Regions from separate parts of the Mus musculus genome. Here regions 1 and 2 are each linked to region 3. Evidence: chromatin contacts called from public Hi-C and HiChIP or PLAC-seq data. All regions are on one chromosome and are shown on one strand. The core of a region is the stretch at or near the end of the contact, and the rest is flanking DNA. Distances in the headings are between cores, read along the strand shown.

Region 1 (3,490 bases), core at 162-2,661, 140 kb after region 3:
CAGGGCCCAGTGTGTGTCACTCTCACCCCTAGACACATGTGGTCAGCAGACACTATCCTAAACTAAAGGCACCGTTACTCCAGTACCAAGACCAGCAGAGACTTAGGGCAAACCCGGAACAACACTCAAGTCAAGCTGAGGAAAAAGCTTCCTCCTGTCCTCAGTCCCAACTTGGGCATCCTGGGAATCCAAGGATGATGTTAGTTGAAGGCCGTTTGCTCCCTGGGGAACCAAGAGTATGTGAGAGAGGACAGCATACGCTTACAGCTGTGCTCACAACAGTGAGTACCAGCCAGTGCATTGGCCGAGGTTTCCTCCCAGATGCCAGGCTGCGTATGCTCCATCTATTTAACTTCTCCAGGGAAAGAGGGATGGTAAGAATAAACCATGCAGGTTTATAGTTGCCCTAGAAAGCAGAAACCCCTGCTAAAACCCGAGAGACCTCTACAGCCTTGGGCTGAGTAGGATTTTAGTAGGTTGAGCACCTGAGCTCTGCCCTTAGTCAAATGGCAGACAGCATCACAGGGAATGAGGCCACAACCCACAAGAAAGGTGTCTAGAACAGTACTACTCTGAGGAGGCAAGCATCACATAAGCATTAGCCCTGTGGCCATTGGTTACAGCAGCCAAAGCTGTAGATAGGAGAAGCTCCTGTGTATTTTGCCCTTGCAGTTGCTGTCCAACCTCTGCTGATGGGAACCTAGAGTCCTCTGGTCTACTGGAGGCATCTAACCTCCACTCATTCTTCAAATGCCTTCCTTTTCCCATCCCCCTGTCTCCTGAAGCTCTGCTGGGAATAAAGACAGTGATCACTGAGAGCGCCCAGTGTGCCATTCCTATAGTACATCCTGGGTAGACTCCATGTCTCTTATTGGCCACAAGGCCAAATGCAAACAGAAGGACAAACACAGAGGGCCAGGGGGAATTCTCCCCCTAGAGAGCTGGCCAATGTGAAGCCACACTCAGGCACAGCAGTGGGCAGATGGTTCTAGGAACAGGGCATGGGGAAGAAAGACAAACTCCTAAGTTATTTTTAGTGAAAATGTTTCATCTCCACAGGAGTGGTCTTTTGGAAGCTTTCTTTGTGAACAAGACTCCACTAACATTTCTGAAAACAAGGCTGGGAGCGTAGCCAGTGTCAGAGCATGCGCCTAACACGTGTGAGGCTGTGGGTGGTCTCCAACACCAGAAAAATAAAGATCCTTTCAGCTCGTTACCAAATGCCTGTAGCAGCAGTAGCCGGCTTCACTCTGAAGTGACTAAGCAGCATCCCCCGGGTGAGGTACCTGCTTGTTTTCTTTTTTCAGAGCTTCTACCAAGCACGATGTGAAAACCTGAAGAGCAGCTAGTACTTCTGGGGCTCCGTCAGTTTCCAGCAGCACAAACCTGAACAAAGCAAAGGGAGGTGACAGCACCCTGCTGCTCCACACACAATGCAAGCCCATTAGTTCATCAGACTGCAGCTCCTGAGTGAAGGCAGGAGGGAGCAGCCACCCTTCCAGCCTCTCTCATATGGCCTTCCCATGGGTACTTCGGTGTTCACAAACCAGACAGTGCTAGCAACAAGTGTTCTGCTTTTACCAGTGAGGACAGAGCTGCCTGGAGAGTGGAGATTCCAACACACACAGTCAGAATCACCAGAGTGGGGCTGTGGAATTAGATGTCCTTGGTTTAGTTTCCGTGCCCTTTTACACAACTAACTTTTCTTTTTGTTTAAAGAAAGAAATCTCAAACTTGATTATCCCGAAACAAAAACAATAACATGTCTTCTTATACCTGTGGCCATTTAAGTTAAGAGTTGGTATGTTTCAAGAGCAACACAAATGGTAAGGTATTGGTTGTAAAAATTCCTTTCCTGTGTTGGGGCTTGATGGCGCTTGCCTTTAATCCCAGCATTCAGGAGGCAGAGGCAGAGGCAGGTGGGTCTCTGAGTTTAAGGCCACAAACAAACAAACAAACACTCCTTTTCTAGGTCTGGAGAAATGGCTCAGTGGTTAAGAGCACTTGCTGGTTTTTCAGACCACTTGAATTCCATTGCCAGCATCCGTATCAGGCAGCTCACAACCTTCCGTAACTAGCTCCTGGGTCCAACACCTCTGACCTTAGTGTATCTATAGGAATCCATAGGTGCCAACTCTCATGACTTCGGAGCAGAGCCAACTGGTGTGTTACACACTTCTTGTTACTGGTCCTTTAAACAAAGCACAAGTTCCTAGGACCTAGTCTTTCAAATAAAAACACCATTCTGCTGAAATGTGGCGTTTCCTCTGTCTTTCAGAGAGTTCTTTCTGTTCAAAATAGTTTTGTGCCTTTTGGCTTTCTTTAGGTCTGTGACAAAGCCCAGCCAGCCCTCATGTGGTGAAGGGCTGTACTGCATCTTTACTTGGAGCTGGGACAAACGCTGCATGGATATTTCAGTACCCAAATGAATCCCACTTCTCTACCTCATTTGAGTATAAACAGGTTAAAGAATGCCACCACACTCCGGAGGCTGTCTTTTCAATGCACAGCAACTTCTGAGTTTTCACCCCTAACTACCAAGAGCGCAAACCTCTACGTTCCCACACCAGCCAGAGACCAACTGTTCCCAAAGACAGTATATTTACCTGAACATTTCATCAACAATTCTGAAGATGGCAGGTTGGCAGGCTGCTTGAGGCTATAAAAAGAAAAGACCATGAAACAGAGAAATACAAGAGGAACCTATCAATAACAACTTTGGATTATTAGGCAAACGAGAAGTTTGGGGCTGCTCCAGAAAAGTGACACATTCCATTAGGTTAAGAAAAGAAAAAGTACTTGGTACCCAGAAAAACCCATAAAATGCCAGCAGTGGTTCTCTCTGAGCATGGGCTGTGGGCAAACTTTATTTACTTATTTTGTATTCCTGTTATATACCACATTTTCTATAGTAAGCCTGTATGTAAGAATAAGTTTCATGAGTGGTTAAGAAGCACTTTATGACAACAGGACTCAGGCCCTACTCAGCAGCACACTCCACCTGCTGACCTTCACCATCCACCTCCCCACCATCCTCGTCCCATAGTTGGTAATGAGCACCTAAGAATCAGGTGGCCACCACTATTGGGTACAGTTAGCAGTTAATGGAAAGTACAGCCACGTGACACCCGGTGAAAGCTCCCCAATCTTTTCTAGAATACCCTGTCAGTAGGATTTAATGGTTTCAGTCTATAGAAACTGGCTTCCTGAGGCCTAGGAAGAGCCTGCTTACTTATATTTTTAGTCAGAGCTTAAAACTTGAGTTTATGATAGATTTTTTTAAAAAGCCTATTTGTATTATAAAACATTTCACAATGGCATCCAGAGATAAGTAGGCCAGGCTCCAATAAAGGGAATTTCTGGAGTAATTTTGTGTTTGCTATGACTAGCTTTGGGAAACATTTTTTTTCTAGCCACCTTGGATCCTGTGCATCACTTTTCTGACTTTTCTGAACCACCCTGAAGAAAGTTGAGTGTTTCTTTGGCTTTC
Region 2 (3,597 bases), core at 342-2,841, 140 kb before region 3:
AAGAATTTTATTAGCTAAGTAGTCATTATTCTTTTTTTTTTCTTCCCCAGAAAGGCCACAGATGAACTTGTTTAACTCCTACTCACCTTCCTCAGCATGAAGCCATTTTGGCAGAAATGTTACCCATTGATCTATGCCAGTCTCTCCATCTCTACCTGCTATGCTTTGTGTTTAATAGGGCTCAGAAATGTATCTGTTGAATATGGTCTATGAAATCAAATGGAAGTAGCTCCTGGCAGAGGCATTTAAAACCACATAGTTAATGACAGAGGCAATACCATGTTCATAGCTTCCCCTATGAACATGGTTGCTGGTTTCTACCACACATGTTTAAAAAGAAGATCACTATGCTATCACTTTCCTCTAGTAATTTTTGTTTGTTTCTTCAAGATTTTATTTTTAAGTTGTGTTTACTTGAGTGTAGTGCTAGCAGAGGCCAGAAGAGGGCATCAGATCCTCTGGAGCTGGGGTTTTAGGTAGTTGTGAGCCCCTGGATGTGGGTGCTGGCAACCAACCTTGGCACCTCCAAGAGCAGTGTGTGCTCTTAGCTTCTGAGCTGTCACTCCAGCCCCCTGGCTTTACTTTTATAAATCTAATTTGGCATATTCCTACTCCTCAAATTAATGATTTTTTTTTAGGATCTTTGTCTGGTTCCCCCCCCCCCCATTTTTCAATTGTAAAGAGCATAAACGTTATTTCACTTTGGGCAAAATGCTATTCTCTGTCTGGACTGTACAATATGTCAGCTCTCTGACATTCTCTTCCGTATGACTGGGAAATTCCAGGAAAAATGACTAAGGAGCAAGACTCTCCCAGACAAAAAGCCAGCTTCCCCCACCCTATTTTGATGGCTCAAAATAAATAGCAGTGTTGAGAATGCTCCACATTCTCTCCATGTGAGAAGGCAGTAAATTAAAAAGCTTTAGGGGTGGCTATGATCAAGTAAGTACTTTGCCCACAAAAAGGAAATGCAAGGTAGAGTGTCCTAGTTTTGGAAGTAGAACCTCGGTACTGCATGCAGATGCTATGAAGAAGTGGGGTGGGCGTGCCTTAGAGTATACTTCACAGTGAACGTATTCCTTGTTTCCAGTAGACAGCTGCCCTCACATTGTGAGGGTTGTGTTTGGCTTTTCTATTGCTCATGTGGACTCAGATGATGTCTTACACTTTCCAGGGCTTTCATTCTGTGATTTGCTGTTCACTAGCTTGCTTGCCTCCTTGCTCTGCTTAGTATATACACAGAGTATGTTAGGATTTTTTTTTCTCTCTCTCTCAGACCACAGTGCTTCTGCCAGCATGTTTTATTTGCCCATTCTCACTGGTGTAAAATTTTTCTTGGATTAGACATACATGAATGTTTGCATGCAAGGCATTAATGTTTGTCTTGTGACCAACCATCTGGAAAGGTGGTATTCAGCCCACTGATGTCCTTTGTGTTTCAGGGGAGCTACTCATCTTCATTATGGTCATGTCTATCTAGGAGATCTGGTAGACTGGTGCCAGTGTTCCTTTAGGGAAGCCTTGAAACCATGGGATGCTCACAATCTACACAGCCCCTCTCGCTTCAGCAGGTGGCGCTCTTTTACCTTTGAAGGTTATTCTCTCCTAGTCGTCTGTGTCCAGGGCTATACTTCCTGCAAAGAGAGAGACCTGAGACCTCTGTGTAGGGTGGCATTGGCCTGTGAAGCCATTGTCTGGCCTGGTAAGGGAAAGCTGATGGGCATTGGCCCACCTGATGCCAGTTTCAGCCCTCGAACAATAGTGAGGAAGACTGATGTGGACAAGGCTTTGCCAGAGGGGCCAAAAGCTCATAAAGTAGGTCATGTAATTGCAGTGTCTCAGTTGTAACAGAAAGAATGCTGGGGTTTGCTGAAGTACCTGGGGATGGAGAAGGATACCATGAGGGGAAGAACAATGAAATGAGGAGCCTGCATTCCTTCCAGTGTGTACATAGTGCTTACACATGTTCCTGTGGTGTTCATATTTATATAATGTGGTTATCATATACTCATAAATGCACGTATTCCTATACAGCTTGCATTTGTAATGACCTTCCCAAAGCATTACTGCCATATGGAGTAATTTGGGCAGGGAGCTCTGAAGAAGGGATTGTGGCTAGAGAAATAGTCTTAAGATAGGAACTACATTGGATCTGAGAAGAGAAACATGATATGTCACATAAGAGCACACTGACATCACTGAGGGCTTCACTCTGTTGGTCTACCCGACAGCAGAAAGCTTCCAAGGTTACATGAGTGCTTCCAGTAGGAAAACTTTGTATGCCCTTTTAAATTTTCAGAGAAAACAACAATTTCTTTTTAAAATCTCATGTATCTGGCTGGCCTTAAACTGGTTTTTGTTTATTGATTTTTATTCTTGTTGTTATTTTTTAAATTAAGACAAGATCTCATGGTGATCAAGCTAGCCTCAAGCTTGCTATGCAGTCAATCATGAACTTGAATTTGTGTCCTACCTTTACCTCCCAGGTGCTCACATTGCAAATGTGTCCCACCATATCTTGTCTAAGCCGTGCATGGGATTTAACCAATTTAATTTCCCTGTACGCAAGGCAAGGACTCTGCCAATTTAACAACAACCTTTTGCCACTAACTCTTTAAATATCAGGCATTCTTGCCTGTGCAGAAATAGCTGTGTGTGATGGTTGCTGCCTTTGGAGTTTTAGTGATATACCAGGTATACAGGACTTGACTACCCACATTAGTTTACTATTGCTAATTGATATGACCAAAATGTGTCTACAGGACTTTGATTTTCTAATTTTTTCATTTTATAAAAATGCCCGTCTCAAATATTTAAGATTTTCACAAGTGTAAGATACAAAGTCACACTCACATCCCCTTGGTATCCGGCTGTCACCCACCGAGCTGAGGCTGACTCCTTGTCATCTTTGCCTCTCCTCACTTGTACCTTATTACCTCCTTATGAAGAGAGTCTCCAAAGCTGTTCTGAGGACAGTTTTCCAAGCAGTGAATGAAGCAGCACCTCAGGTGATGGTGTTAGCATTTCTAGGCTATGATGTACCTACTTTGAGAAGTGAATTCTAATTGTGGTGTATTTAGTGTGGTGGGCATCACACCCAGAGCTCTGTGCGTGCTGCCTGAGTACTCATAGTTGAGCTGCACCTAGAGCCAAACCCAACTTTTTAGATCATCTCTTTTGACTTGAAAATTAGTCCCTTTCAAGTCCTGTTATCCTTCCAAAAATCCAGTTATCTCTAAAGAAACTTTCAGTTCTGTTTTGAAGATGAAAATGTTTGAGTCTTATTGTAGCTGCTACCATGCTTGTAAGACAGATGTCTCATGGCACAACAGCCTTGTGAGATTATTGAAATAGGCCTCTAAATATGCTCTAATTTAAGAAAATGGTATTGGGGTATACAGTATAAAAAAGTTCTGATCTCTGTTTGAGGAGGGCTCATAAGCCCACAGTTAAAGAATCTGTGTGAAAGGGAGGACAAACTTGGCTGCTCAAGTCAGAGAACGAGAGCACTATTAATTCTGGGTGTCTCCAGAGCCCCCATCTCTGCTGCCTTGTTAATTAGTCCAGACCTGGCTATGAAGTCATCCAGGGGTATGA
Region 3 (3,525 bases), core at 902-3,401:
CCCCACACTGGCTAACAGAACAACAAAGGCCCTCTGCTCTTCCTTGAGTCAGGCTGGGGCCTTCCTTCCCCTTCCCTCAAGCAGAGCCCTGTGTGCTGCTGGAGTTCAAGCCCTGTTTCTACCCACTTCTCTTCTCACAGAATGAAGCTGGGTGGAGCTTGCTCCATTTGCCTTTCTCCATGCTGGACAAACATGGTCTTCCATTTTTATATTTTCTAGCTCTTCTGATTTTTTAATTTAAAATTTTTGTTTTGTTATTATTGTTTTGGGGAAAGGAGGGGGAGACAGACAGACAGACATCCTACTCAGACCATCAGGCCATCATATTTACCTGTCTCTTGTTTTTGATCCGTTTCAGGCTTTGTTTCTTAGAGGGAGTTTCAGATTTGTTGCCATTCTGAATCATGTGGCATTTTGGGTTTGTGATGATTGCTGCTTGCTGCTTGTTAATTTATTAATTTCTTTGTTTGAGTCAGGTTCTCTCAGTATAGTCCTTACTGGCCTGGAATTCACTCTGTGGTCCAGGCTGGCCTCTTACCCACAGATATCTGCCTGCCTCTGCCTCCCCAGTGCTGGGAGTAAAGATGTGAGACGCCTGACAGTTGGTCCTTTATAAAGTTTCACTCCTTTGCTTTCTACCCAGCTCATCAAAATGTGTTCACTCCTTTGAGTTTGCACCTTTCTGCCAGCTGTTCTTTCTTGCCTGGTTTAGCAGGTGACCTCTCCTTCATGTGTTGCTCATGATCCTCTGAACACACCTCCTTCTGCCCCAAGTCATCTTAGCAATTGCCCTTGTCAGCAGCACTAGGGTGATAGATACTCCACTGGCTGCATCTAATGCAGGCAAATGGTCCTGCTAGGAAACTCCTCCAAGTAAACTCGCTAGACTCGCAGTTAAATCTATTTGATAAGCTTAGAGTCTCCCACACAATATTAGTTCAAGTGTCCACAGCGTTTGCCCTGTTCACTTTATTGACGCTGCAAGTGCTAGCTGGCAGCAAGTCTTTGTTCCTTTTGGCCATTTTATACACAAAGGTGTTGCAAAAACCAAATAGTCCATCCTCACCTCTGAGTTCCGTGCATTCTTCCCAGAGTGCTGTGAGCTGTGGGTGAAGGGTGGGTGCAACTTCCTGCAGCTCTAAGCAGCACTGGGATTTCACTGCTCCTTTTTGTGAGATGATGATAATGAGGTATCAGAGAACAGCTTAAAGACAAAGGCTGCAAAGACTTAAGGCTTCATTTGTATGCAGTGGGGTGTGTGTGTGTGTGTGAGTATAGTGTGCACTGTGTTGGTATGTTAGCAAGCGTGAAAGCACTTGTCTACATGCATCCTCTGGAGTGTCTTCTCTGACCTCTCTGTACCTTATGCGCTGAGGCAGGATCTCCTCGTTCTGGCTGATCTATCCAGCATTCTCCCCATCTCCACTTTCCACCTGGCACTTCTGTTGGTACTAGGGTTCATCCATGCTTGTACTGAGCTGTCTTAGCAGCCACCATCTCTTGATTTTGCTGATGAGGGAACTCTGCTTCATGGGGCTGCACATGGCACACCCACCCAGTGTTCACAGCCAAGTGTTTAGCCAGCATGCACTTTGCCTGTTAGTCTTCAAGGTGCCTATGGATTTCAGATGGAACTTAGAGGCAGTTTCTACTTAAGAGTTTCACTTCCTCAGAGTTAGGGTGTAAATGAAGCTCTGCTCCTTGTTGGGGTGGCTACCTTTGACAAGTAGCATATAGTGGCAGTTGGCAGCTGGCATCCACAAGCACAAGAGGGATGCTGGCAGATAATCTGTGTGAGCTGGGCAGGTCAGACAGAACCAAACACCTAAGTGACTAAGCACCTCACAGAGGCCGTTCTCTTAATTTTACCCCTGATCATAGCTGAGAAGGACCAGCCCTTTCTTAAGGCTCCCCTTTCCAAATGGAATCCCTATGCGTCAGATACAACCATCACTCAGAAAGTATTCAGATAGCTTCTGTGAGTGTGCAGGAGAGGCAGGGTAGAGTCGAGGAAGGTCGTGTTCACCTCGGTTGTTGTATTTGGTGCCAGGTACAACAGAAACCAAGAGCATATGAGCCCAGACGACCTTGGTAACTTGATCACCCACATTCCATGCATGTCAGGAGAGGGGTAAACTGGAGCCTGCTAGCTGCAGCATGACTAACACTTTGCTTTTACACCGTGGTTTTAGTTATATGAACTTCATCATAGGCTGTGCAGTGAGGAAAGAAAGCTTCTAAGAAGGAAAGAGAGTCTCTGACTCACTCCTGAGGATTTTGCGGAGCTATGTAAGGGCCTTCCTCTCGAGGAAGCCCTGGAGTATATGATCTTTTCTACCCACCCCTGTTCTTCAGCTCCTAATAGGCATCCTCACAACTCCTTCCTCATCAGGTTCTTGTAAGGGAGGCGGGGTGCTGAAGAGGACTCATAGTTCACAGCACAGAGGCCCTGGTCTTCCCCAGGCCACGTTGCTGTTAGTGCTACCCCAGCTTTCCATCCGCCATGTGTGCACCTGGGTATGGATAATGGACTGTAAAGGAAAGTTGACCTCAACACATGGTGTATATGTTTCTTACACAGGAAGCAGGCAGAAGGCAGGCAGTCTGGGCTAACGTGGGGCTCAGTTTATGCCAGAGAGAAGGTTTACCGTGGGTTTATCCCCTCTGCTCTCTGGGTACACTGACTCACTACCTTATGGTTGCAGAGTGGCTGCTACAGCGTCCTCTGTCATCTAGAGGTTGAGGGTGAGTGGACAGAAGAAGTATAGTAGTAAGCAGTTGTCTGCAGTGAGAGAAGCAAAAGTTTCTCCAAGCCCAACCTCCACTTCCTCTACTGCCCCCCCCCCTTGTATTTGTTTCCAGTCCTTTGTGGCACAAAAGTTGTAAACTCCATTTTGCTACCCATGTGTCCACTGATCTGAGGGAAAAGTGGATACTGTTTTATTTGCATGTTTTCTTAACTTTTAAAAAGTTTCCTTTTTGGGATTTCATTTATCTGATTGGGTTCTCTTGAGAGAAAAATCTCACTTTGTAGCTCTGCCTAGCTGCATATTGTCTCTTCCTGCTCCAACCTCTAAGATACTGGGACTTTAGCCATTCATTAGAATGCTCAGCTTTTCCTTAACATTTTAAGTTAAAATAAAACATGTGCAGTAAAATGCACACATCGTTGCTAGATTGCTCCAGGGAGTCATACTACTCATTCACCCTCTGCAAGGAGTCTGCTCTTCCCATCTGTAGCTAGAGGCCAGTGTTGCTGGGTTCTGGGATTCCAGAAGTAGAAGTGGGAAGGTTCATCTATATGTGCACCTGGTGGGTGTGAGAGCTTCCTCTGTGTGACTGTGAGAGGCAGGCTAGACTTGGTTCCTGCCTTTTCTGTATCGTGTCTCTGCATAGAGCTGGCACCATGACATGTGGCGGTATCCCAGAGACAGAAGCTCGTGGTCTCTGCTGATGGAGTGTCTTTCCTCCTGAAAGCCTCCTCCTGAGTCTTGCAGAGCTTGCCTGTGCCCTGCTCGCTTTAGC

Evidence for each region. Hi-C and Micro-C count contacts between places; a contact is called where the count stands out from the background. HiChIP or PLAC-seq counts read pairs in DNA pulled down with a chosen protein or histone mark.
Region 1: a contact with region 3 is called in a Hi-C map of uterus, with 3 times the contacts expected there. The contact joins two enhancer-like sites. A contact is called at or near these places in 5 of 39 promoter capture datasets (the C10 cell line, embryonic stem cells, hippocampal neurons and 2 more), 3 of 15 datasets of contacts at CTCF or cohesin (CD8 T cells, the NIH/3T3 cell line and large pre-B cells), 11 of 484 Hi-C or Micro-C datasets (Sertoli cells, Th1 cells, bone marrow-derived macrophages and 7 more), 7 of 115 datasets of contacts at active chromatin or transcription factors (CD8 T cells, T-cell acute lymphoblastic leukemia, astrocytes and 4 more) and 4 of 9 other capture datasets (adipose tissue, embryonic stem cells, liver and 1 more).
Region 2: a contact with region 3 is called in an H3K27ac HiChIP or PLAC-seq map of embryonic fibroblasts, with 17 read pairs. The contact joins two enhancer-like sites. A contact is called at or near these places in 1 of 15 datasets of contacts at CTCF or cohesin (the NIH/3T3 cell line), 16 of 484 Hi-C or Micro-C datasets (the HL-1 cell line, bone marrow-derived macrophages, cerebral cortex and 9 more), 5 of 115 datasets of contacts at active chromatin or transcription factors (the NIH/3T3 cell line, embryonic fibroblasts, embryonic stem cells and 2 more) and 4 of 9 other capture datasets (adipose tissue, embryonic stem cells, liver and 1 more).

What each region holds. Positions count from the first base shown.
Region 1 is chr13:63,329,235-63,332,724 of GRCm38.p6, forward strand. It overlaps Fancc (Fanconi anemia, complementation group C), which reads right to left. Exons shown (of 15, transcript NM_007985.3): 9 at 2,607-2,659; 10 at 1,287-1,386. Among named protein-coding and RNA genes, the nearest start is that of Mir3074-1, 30 kb to the left of the region's middle. Within about 2 kb of position 1,412, at least 55 of the 459 cell types and tissues checked have an H3K27ac peak or open chromatin away from gene starts, as enhancers often do. A contact at or near this core is called in uterus, where this site is marked.
Region 2 is chr13:63,045,235-63,048,831 of GRCm38.p6, forward strand. All of the region lies in intron 3 of Aopep (aminopeptidase O), which reads left to right. Among named protein-coding and RNA genes, the nearest start is that of Gm46422, 48 kb to the right of the region's middle. Within about 2 kb of position 1,592, at least 75 of the 459 cell types and tissues checked have an H3K27ac peak or open chromatin away from gene starts, as enhancers often do. A contact at or near this core is called in the HL-1 cell line, bone marrow-derived macrophages, embryonic fibroblasts and 3 more, where this site is marked.
Region 3 is chr13:63,185,155-63,188,679 of GRCm38.p6, forward strand. The region is part of intron 7 of Aopep (aminopeptidase O); the gene reads left to right. Among named protein-coding and RNA genes, the nearest start is that of Gm30409, 55 kb to the left of the region's middle. Within about 2 kb of position 2,152, at least 153 of the 459 cell types and tissues checked have an H3K27ac peak or open chromatin away from gene starts, as enhancers often do. A contact at or near this core is called in the HL-1 cell line, bone marrow-derived macrophages, embryonic fibroblasts and 3 more, where this site is marked.